Regions from separate parts of the Mus musculus genome. Here region 1 is linked to region 2. The links are chromatin contacts, called in public promoter capture Hi-C maps. All regions are on one chromosome and are shown on one strand. Each heading gives the region's core, a stretch centred on a gene start, on an enhancer-like site or on the middle of the called end of the contact. The rest is flanking DNA. Distances are from core to core; before and after follow the strand shown. Region 1 holds the start of Col8a2 (collagen, type VIII, alpha 2). Region 2 holds the start of Tfap2e (transcription factor AP-2, epsilon).

Region 1 (4,866 bases), core at 1,192-3,691, 450 kb before region 2:
GCAGGCAGGAGGGGGAAGGGGCAAGACTGAGACAGCCCTAGGCTCTCTCTGTTCCTTGTGGTGTCCTGTGGATCCCTCAGCTCCTTCCAGTTTAGAGACATAGCGACCCTCACCCAAACCTCGGTTCATCTAAACTCCTCTACTCTCACCTCCACCTCTTTTCCTGGGATGGCTCTTCAGCCTCTGCAGCCTGGTTACCAACCCTGTCCTCGACTCTAACCACCTGCCTGTAGCTGAAAGGGCCACTTTTCTGTGAGACCTGCCTGCCCCAGTGGGTCTCTTTAGCAGTCTAGAAAAACACTGGCTTTGAGACTATTGTTCTCCTGGCTCTTGGTTTCCTGCCTCAGCCGCACCTCTCAGGGCTTTGCAAGTCCCTCTTCTGTCTGGGTGGATGCAGGTGACCCATGCTGTGTCCTGGGGCTGGGGCTGGGGTTGTTCCCCCAGCTTCTGCAGGTCCCAACAAGCACTGTAAGCCCATAGGTTCTATTTCCCTCTTGGATCCTTGGAAGTGCCACAGACTCCCATCGCTCCCCAGATACCTTCCTGGGCTTTACCATTCCCAGGCCACTAACCAGAAACCCCAGACACCTTTCTCTCTCTCTCTCTCTCTCTCTCTCTCTCTCTCTCTCTCTCTCTGTTTTTCTTTCTTTCTTTTTTTTTTTTTTTTTTTTGATACGGGGTGTCTTAGGGTTTCTGTTGCAGTGATGAAATACCATTACCAAAGCAACTTGGAGAGGATTTATTTCAGTTTATATTTCCAGGTGACAGCCCATCACTCACTCAGAGAAGTCAAGGCTGAAACTAAAACAAGGCAGGAACCCGGAGACAGGAGCTGATGCAGAAGCCACGGGGGGTACTGCTTACTTTACTGGTTTGCTCCCTATGGTTTGGTTTTGTTGGTGGTGGTGGTTGTTTTTTTGTTTGTTTGGTTGGTTGGTTTTTCGTGACAGGGTTTCTCTGTGTAGCTCTAGCTGTCCTGGAACTCACTCTGTAGACCAGGCTGGCCTCGAACTCAGAAATCTGCCTGCCTCTGCCTCCCAAGTGCTGAGATTAAAGGCGTGTGCCACCACGCCCGGCCCCCACTCCCTAAGGTTTGCTCATGATGTTTTCTTTCTTTCTTTCTTTCTTTCTTTCTTTCTTTCTTTCTTTCTTTCTTTCTTTCTTTCTTTCTTTCTTCCTTCCTTCCTTCCTTCCTTCCTTCCTTCCTTCCTTCCTTTCTTTTTCTTTTCTTTTCTCTTCTCTTTTCTTCTTCTTCTTCTTCTTCTTCTTCTTCTTCTTCTTCTTCTTCTTCTTCTTCTTCTTCTTCTCCTCCTCCTCCTCCTCCTCCTCCTCCTCCTTTTATGTTTGTTTTACTAGACAGGGTTTCTCTGTGTAATCCTGTCTATCTTGGAACTCTGTGGACCAGGCTGGCCTTGAACTCACAGAGATCTACCTGCTCCAGCCTCCTTAGTGCTGAGATTAAAGGCATGTGCCAGTGCAGCTGCCGCTGCTGGTACCACCACCACTGGTTTCTGCCTGCTTTCATATAGAACTCAAGACCACCAGCCCAGGGATGGTCTCCACCAAAAATGGGTTGGGTCCTCCATCACGAATCACTAACTAAGAAAATGCCTTGCAGTTGGATTTTATGGAGGCATTTTTTTTCAATTGAGGTTCCCTCCTGTCACATAACTCTAGTTTGTGTCAAGTTGACATAAAACTAGCCAGCACACAAGATCTATGTAGTCTTGGCTTTCCTAGAACTCACTAATATAGACCATAGCTGGCTTAGAACTCAGAGATCTGCCTGCCTCTGCCTCCTGAGTGCTGGGATGAAAGGGATGAAAGGCATGTGTCTCTCCCTCCCCTCTTTTAAGACGCCTCTCCCCAGCCCCCAAATCCTGTCCATTTCATTGCTGCAGCTCCTCTCTGGGATGACCTTCCTTCCAAAATGCATGTCTAAATGTTTGGACCATCCCAGGACTCCCCGTGGCCCTCTCTGTTACCTGTGCAGCAGCGACCTGGCTCTTTCAAAGTACAGATCTGGTCACTCCAGAGATCTCCATGGCTCCCCATTTCCCTGAAGGTAACATCTAACCAACTTCAGTAAGGCCCTTGCCTGCCTGTGTTCACTACACCAGCTCAGCTCACCAGACCCTCAAGACCTCCTTTCCTTCCCGCTGAGTCCTCCTAGCTCAACCTAGGTCACCGTGTCGGGGGAGTCTTGAGTCTTATGTGGATTCCTTATGAATAGTGCCCCATGGACCACTCCGTGCGCCCCACCCTCTTTGCAGCGCCGTTGTCTCCTGCAGCCGTCTAGGGCAGGGGTCCGCGGAGCTCAGAGGCTGCTAGCCCGCTGCGCTGCGGACGGGCGGGGCGCGCACCCTTGGCTGTGGCTGTGGAAAGAGCAAGGCGGAGGCCCCGCCCCACCGCGCCCCTCCCGCCGCCCGCCCACTCGGCCGGGGCGCGGGGCAGCGGGGCAGCGGGCAGAGCGACGCGGAGTTCTGGCGGTGCGGACCCCGACGACGCCCTGGCCCCGAGCCTGCGCCATCCGGGTCGCCCTCGAGCGCCGGAGCGCCGCCCGGAGGCCGCCCTGCAGGTAAAGGCGGGCAGCATTGCGGGGTTTTGGGCTGGTGGGGGCCCCGAGGGCCGGATGCAGCCAGGTGTCCAGCCCCGACGGGGCGCTGTGCCTCAGGCCCCAGTGCGAGGACAGGACCTGGAGGCGACTAGCGCTGGGGGGTGGCCGGAGGATGAGGGGGTGCTCACCCGTCCCCTGGACGTAACGAAGATAGAGCTCCCTGTTTCCTCCCTTTCCTCCCTCTCCAACACTGGACAGTGGCTCCGGGTATGTTACTTCGCTTCACCTGTAAAAAAACGGGAATAGCAAAATTGCCTTCGAGGTGAGGTTGAGGAGAGAAGGGGAGGTGAAGGGAGCATCAACGTCTACCTTACCTTCTCTCCCCATCTTTCTGCCATTTCTGATTCTCCTGCGACCTCCAAGTTACTTGGTTTTCTGTCTCTACCCCCAAGTTCTTTCTATTTGGAGTAACCTGGCAACATCTACCGACACTGAAGACAGGCTCTGAGGAATGTTTCTGCCAGAGGCTCTGCACCCCCACGCCCATTGAGACTTGTAGGGACTGAGGAGGTTGTGTCTGACCAAAAGTGGCTGGGGTCCCAGGTCCTTGGAATAGCTTTCCGGTGTCTCCCCCACACTGAGCCCAGGAGGCTCTGAGATAGAGAACAGCTATCAGCCAGAAGACCTCTGGAGTTGCACCCAGGAGGGAGGGATCTGAGTTTGCTTGGAGTGTGTGTGTGTGTGTGTGTGTGTGTGTGTGTGTGTGTGTACACTCGCGCATATCTGCTAGAAACACTTTGTCCGGGAGAACAGCCTAGACTCCTCACACAGAAATGCATCTGACCTTTCAGGGTACCCTGCCAGCCCAGAAGTCTTCCTTCACTTGCCTGCCATGGAAGCTGGGGGCGGGGAGGACAGAGATGCTGGAGGGTGTGCAGATAGGGTCTCTCAGTAGGGATAGCGGATCCTCACTGGCCTGAGCAAAGGGATCCACCCCCGCCGGGGAGGAGTGTGTGTGTGTGGGGGGGGGGGGTCACAAAGAGAGCTGGTGGTCTTGGTGGGGAGTCTGGCCTCCCCTTGATCTGATGAATACAGATGGAGACATGGATACACAGAGCCCTCTAAAAAGATAAGTCACATACAGCCGCGCTCCCTCCCACTGAGACTCACATATAATCACACACTGAGGAAAGACTCATTAGACACACAGGACCACACTCTTACCACAAACGCTAAAGCAATGACACGCATGTGCACACGCGGTCTCCAACAGACACACAGCAAGCCCCCATGTGGTCCAGCCAGACATACTTCCACAGGATAGTTGTACACACGCACCGGTTCACACTCTACATGCTCACTGGGGTCTCTCCGGTTTCACTTCGTCTACCCCTGTGCACATGAGCGGTTCCACTTTGGCCCAGAGGAAGGGAAAGAAAGGAGGGAAGGGAATGCGTCTTTTAGCAAGAGGGAGGGAAAAGATACCAAACCCGGCTGTCAGCCCAAGCCCCCAAACCCCACTGCTTCCCCGCTCTGGGCCCCAGCCAGACCAAAGGATGTGAGTCCAACTTCCCTGCCCCGCTGGCCCGAAGCTTACTCCAGATCCTCAGTGACAGGCATGGGCCTCTTTGTAGGGAAGTGGCGGCTCAGAGGAGCAGGTCCTGAGGCTCTTACAGAGTCGGGTGGATGAAACAGAGGCACCAACATCTCTCGTGTGGAGTGCACCTATGGGCTCTGGGTGCCCATTGAGGCACACAAGGAAGGGAGGTACTGTACAAACCAGTTGCAGGCAGGGCTACGAGTATGGCGAGAGGAGGATCTGAGGTAACTCTGTAAGGCTTTCCACGATAAGGAGAGTTTCCTTCCATTGGGTCACACAGTAGGGAGTTGAGGGACCATACTGTTTTGAAGTCAGGGTTCTTAGGTTATTATCTAGAGACCCGGGTGTGAGTTGCCTAGTGGCACAGACTGGGAGTGACTGGCTGTTCCTTGCTAAACATGAAGGGACCCATTCTTCTTCTAGGTAGGGAGATCTTGGCGGAGGCCAGACAGTGTAAGGAGACAGGTAGCTAAGTGAAGTGGTTGCCATGGGGACGAGAGGAGGCATTGATAAAGATGTACCCATCTGGGGGCGGGGGGCAGTGGTGGCGCATGCCTTTAATCCCAGCACTTGGGAGGCAGAGGCAGGTGGATCCCTGTGAGTTCAAGGCTGGTTTGGTCTACAGAGCAAGTTCCAGGACAGCCAGGGCTACACAGAGAAACCCTGTCTCAAAAAGCCAAGAAAAGAAAAGGAAAAAGGAAAGGAAAGG
Region 2 (5,215 bases), core at 658-3,157:
CTTCCTTCAGAGAGGAGAGGCCAAGCAGCTGCAGCCTAGGTAGTGCGAGCCCACCTCAGGCGGCAAAGTCCTGAGTCAAATTATCCAGCTAGCGCCATGGCCTCTCTCCTGGGCGAGGAAGGATGTTCCGTGGCCACGCAGCCGGGCGACGCACAGGAAACAACAGCCAGGGAGAAAGAAAATGGGTCTGAGCACCCAGGGCCTGACTCTGCCCTGGAAGTCGCACACCATTCCTTACCTTTCTTGATCACCGATTGGTCCAGGAGGCTCATTCCAGGGTCATCTATCGCCTGCAAATAGAAGAGGATGGCAGTGAGGGTCCGTATGGACCTAGTCGCCCAGCTACCCCTAGTCCATGTCTGCTCCGCCCTACGCGTACCACCGGCTGCCTGAGGCGGCTACCGGGGGACAGGCGTGACCAGGAATAGCCTGGGCTCAGCACCATATGCGTCTAAGCTGCAGCACTGCCTGGATGATTGCCTTGCCTTAGATAGACCACTCCTGTGCCTCTCCTAACCCCGGCCCAGGTTGCCCCTGCGGACTGGGACTGGGTATGGATGCCCACCATGGCTCAACCCTACAGTGGGGAGAGAAAGAAGTGATTCCACGAGGGCTGCTGCCACCCAGGCACAGTTCGAGGCCATCTTTTGGCCAGACAGCATCTAACGGAAGACTCCCTGTTAGCGGCAGAGATGGAAAGTTGCACCTGGGAGAAGAGCCGGGCTCCTACTTTTGTTACTTTTTTGTTTCCAGCCAGGATGCTAAATCGCTGCCCATCGGGACCCACCGTGGCTCACTCTGGGCTTACCTGCAATTCCTCCAGACCGGGCGGCTCCGCCAATCCTGGAAGACCGAGGGGAGCATCGGCCAGGCCGTGCGCGCCGTCGGCCAGGCTGTGCAGGAGCCGGGGAACCGCGGCGGCGTAGTCTCGGCGCGGGTCGAGACCCAGAGCGCGGGCGGGTGGCGCCAGCAGGCCCGGCGGCTCGTCGTGGGCGCGGGCGGCCGCACGGGGTGCGGCCCAGGCGGCCTGCGGGGGCTGCGGCTGCGCCAGGGGCGCTAGGCCGCCGTAGGGGTCAGCGGCGAGGTGCGGAAAGGCAGCGGTGGCGTCGGGACCCTGGCCGTAGGGCAGCGGCGCCTGAGGGTAGGGCGGCGGGAAGTAAGGAGGATGATAGTCCGCGGTGGCAGAGGCGGCGGGAGTGTGACACAGTGGCGGCGCGGGCCCGTAGGCCGCCTGGGGCAGGGACGACAGGCGGGTCCCGCCAGCCGCTGCGCCCAGCCCGTCGGGGCGCTCCTGCAGAAGGGGAGGCGTGCGTTAGGTGACCCATGAGCGGCCGAAAAGACACCAGCCCGCCAGGTCCCCTCCAGCTCGCGGGTGTCCTGCAGCTGTCCACCGGCGTTGGCCCCGCGGGCGCCGCGGCCCCAGGCTGGAGACCAACCACGTACGGGTCTCTGCCACCACTTCCTGGGCTGCCAAGAGGCCCTACGGTCCCCTACCTTCGCGATTTCGTTGGCGCGGGGGTGGGGGGCAGAAGGTTTGGAGGCTTCAGCAGCCAGGCTCCTCGATGCCCTCTGCCCAGTGTGCCCGGGACCCGAGTCTACTCACCATGGCGGAGTATGTGTGCACCAACATGGGGCGGGTAGTGTGGGGCGTGAGGTGTGGCGGAGACACAGCCCTCGTTCGACGGCGAGGCGAGAGCCGGGAGCCCTTACAGCCCACGGGGATCACCGTCTGGAAGCTGGGGGTAAGTCTGCCGGGAGTCCAGAAGGTACGGGGTACTCAGCGGGGGACGCCTGCGGGAGCGTCCATGGAAATGGGCCAGACGGGAGCTGATGGCACTTGGAAAAAAGTCGGGCAACGGGTGCCCAGCGCCCGCCCTCTGAGCTCAGCCTGCTCCATGCACTCTAGTTATAGCGGCGGGGGCGCGCTCGGGCCTCTGGGGGCGCGCATTAAAGAGACAAGCTATGGCCTATCTCAGCCTTTTCCCTTGGCTGCGGAAAGGGAGGCGTGGCTCTGGTGGGAACCGGTGGGGTGAGGAGTGAATGAATTCGAGTCCAGCTGATGTGAGCTCCTTCTGGCCTCCAAGCTTGCAGCTGCGATCAAATGGGATTCGAGGCTGGAATGCAACTCAGGGGTCTGTGTTCGCTCGGGTCTGTGAATTTTCTCTTTACATTTGCTTATTACATTAACTTATTTAGTGGAAGGGCTCACCCGTGTGCCCGATGTGCGGGTCAGAGGACAACTTGCAGTAGTCAGTTATTTGCTTCCATCCTGTGGGTCCTGAAGGTTCGAACTCAGGTCTTGAGGCTTCGTGGTCAATGAATTAACCCAATAAACGATCTCGCCACTCCCTTCTAAATCTTTTAAAATTAATGCTTAAACAAATGTACGCGTTCGCCTTTGAGTTTGAGCAAAGCATTCCTTGTTTCTGGTATCAGCTTTCTTCCCTGTTAAATGGTCTTTTCTCTGACCACCCAAGGGTGAGTGTGGAATACACCGGTGAGTGGCAAACTCAAGCCCATCAGTTTATGTGCATACTTGTGTCAGTGTGTGTGTGCGTGTGTGTGTGTGTGTGTGTGTGTGAGAGAGAGAGAGAGAGAGAGAGAGAGAGAGAGAGAGAGAGAATGAGAGAGGGGGTGTTAGCAACCTCTCTTTCATGGTTTTGGATCCAAAAAACGCTCTGAAAATGCTGACTTCTCTCAGACTTTCTAAGCTGGTAATCCTCAATGCCAAGCCAGGATCCTTGGATGCTGAGGACACCACCTAGGCACAGAGAGTAGGAGTCTGGCATGATCTGCACTTAAGAAGAGGCCAAAATACTGACACAGGGTGGAAGGGGTGCATTGTCACACCTAGGCACAGTCTACGCATTTGTGTGTCACCATCACCATGGCAGGTGCTCTCTCTCTCTCTCTCTCTCTCTCTCTCTCTTTCTCTCTGTCAAACATGCCCTAATGACCACTACCAATCCCTTTTCTTTCTTCCAAAATTTAACCCGTCTGTCCTAAGAAGCAGAGATGGGGATTAAGAAAAGGCAAGTGAGAGAAATCCTAATGACAATGAGAATTTAAAAAGCAGAGGGCTGGAGAGATGGCTCAGTGGTTAAGAGCACTGACTGCTCTTCCACAGATCCCGAGTTCAATTCCCAGCCGCCATGTGGTGGCTCACAACCATCTGTAATGAGATCATATGCCCTCTTCTGGTGTGTCTGAAGACAGCAAAAATATACTCACATAAAATAAATAAATCTTAATAAAAAGCAGAAAGATGTTTTCTTTTTCATGTTGAAAATAGGGAGGGGATAGAAATGGTCACGGTGCCCACTCACCACACACCGTTAATATGGAGTCTCCTAACTCACCAAGTCCTTTGTCACCCTCATTTTCAAGTGAGGAACAAGGCACAGAGAGGCTAGGTGACTTACTGGCCTATGGTCAAACAACTAGTTCAGTGGCAGTGCTGGGGTGGCCCTTCTCTGTTCTCAGGATCATTATTCTTTCCTGTCTTGGACTCAGGCATTTAAAATTTAGTCTCACTCCTCAGAGGCTGTGTAATTCTGGACAAGTCTGGCTTCCTCTCCAAGTTCTGTTTCTGCAACAAAAACTAGTGGAGAGGAATCGCTGCCACCTTCTGTTTCTTTCTGGTGAAGAAACAGATGAGAAGGTAAAAGTGATACCATTGAGAGATTAGAACATTAACCTATGTTCTAGATGGCACATGGCTAGAACGAAGCCGAGGCTGGATTTCTTTCAGCCATGACACATGGGATGGGGCTGTGGGGGCTGTGAGGAGAGGATGAAACTAGCTAGTATCCGAGGATTCATCCCTGAGAGCTTCCCAGAGGCCGGAACCAGCAGCTATGATGGCGGGGGAGGCAGATGGGGGCAGCTGTGAAGCCTTTCTCTTCAGGACAGATCTAAGATCTGGTGTGAGTTTGACTTTGTTATCCACAGCTGTGCAGCTTTCCTCCTCAGGATGCATCTAAGATCTGGTGTGAGTGTGTGTTTGTTATCCATGTCTGTGCCTGCTTCCCTCACCCTAGACCCTTGACCTCAGTCGTGAGACGTCTGAAATGAGTCTCAGAGATAGATGTCAGTGCATTGCTCACAAGTTGGTAGACTCCTGTGGGGAAGGTCCAGAAACCACGATGAGGGATGCGAATGATGCCTGGACCTAGCTTGAGGACCCTCCCCTCTGCTCTTCTGCCGGGCGGGCCGGGATGGGCTCTGTCTCTGCCTCACTGGCTTCCCTCACACTTGCCACCAGCTCCTCTTACTCTGCCCGCTTTCCTTTGTATTTTCACCTCCTCTCATCATCAGCAGACAGTTGTGAGCTGTCATGTGGGAGCTGGGAACTGAGCCCAGGTCCTCTGGAAGAGCAGCCAGTGCACCCAACCATTAAGCCATCTCTCCAGCCCCCAAGAAATCCATTCTTAATGTTAGTTGTTCAGGCTTAGCAGCTTCTGTCTCTTCCTGTCTACATTATTTCTAAACTCCCCCCCCTCTGTGTGTGTGTGTGTGTGTGTGTGTGTGCGTGTGCATACACATGCACACGTGGAGGTCAGAGGACAACATGAGGACTTGGTTCTTTCTTTTCATACCGTGGGTTCTGGGGATTGAACTCAGGTCACCAGGCTTGGTATCAAGTGCCTCTACCTGCTAAACCATTTCATCAGCCCCCCCCCCCAATTCAGGCCCAAGCTCATTGCCCTCCCAAGTCTAATGACCATTTGTCTCCCTGTTACCCCCAAATGTGTCCTTCCCAGTCTGTCAATCTGATTAGAAACCCAAAAGCATACACACTGATGCCAACTGAACTATCCCCGAGGACGGCAGTTCTCAACCTGTGGTTGTGACCCCTTTAGGGGCATCAAATGATGCTTTCACAGGGGTTGCACCATCAGCAAACACAAATATTTACACTATAACTCATAACAGTAGCCAAATTACAGTTATTTAAGTAGCAATAAAACAATTTTATGGGTCTTCTTGCTCTCTCTGTCCTCTCCCTCCTGTTCCCCCCTCCCCATTACCCTCTCAACTTCCCTCCCCATGCCCTGAATTAACTATTCTATACTTTAAAAAAAAATTATGATTGGGGTGGTCACCACAACATGAGGAACTGTATTACTAAGTGGTCACAGTACCTGGAAGGTTGAAAGCCTCTGCCTTAGGACATCTCCTGCAGCTATTCAAAGTTTGCAGCCCACGCATGCAG

The links. Promoter capture Hi-C pulls out the DNA fragments that hold promoters and counts their contacts.
Region 1: a contact with region 2 is called in a promoter capture Hi-C map of embryonic stem cells, with 5 read pairs. The contact joins the promoter of Col8a2 here to the promoter of Tfap2e in region 2. A contact is called at or near these places in 4 of 39 promoter capture datasets (embryonic stem cells and liver).

Annotation. Positions count from the first base shown.
Region 1 is chr4:126,284,353-126,289,218 of GRCm38.p6, forward strand. Col8a2 (collagen, type VIII, alpha 2) reads left to right here and starts at 2,442. Exons shown (of 4, transcript NM_199473.2): 1 at 2,442-2,578.
Region 2 is chr4:126,734,362-126,739,576 of GRCm38.p6, forward strand. Tfap2e (transcription factor AP-2, epsilon) reads right to left here and starts at 1,908. Exons shown (of 7, transcript NM_198960.2): 1 at 1,604-1,908; 2 at 809-1,291; 3 at 239-290. The coding sequence starts at 1,630.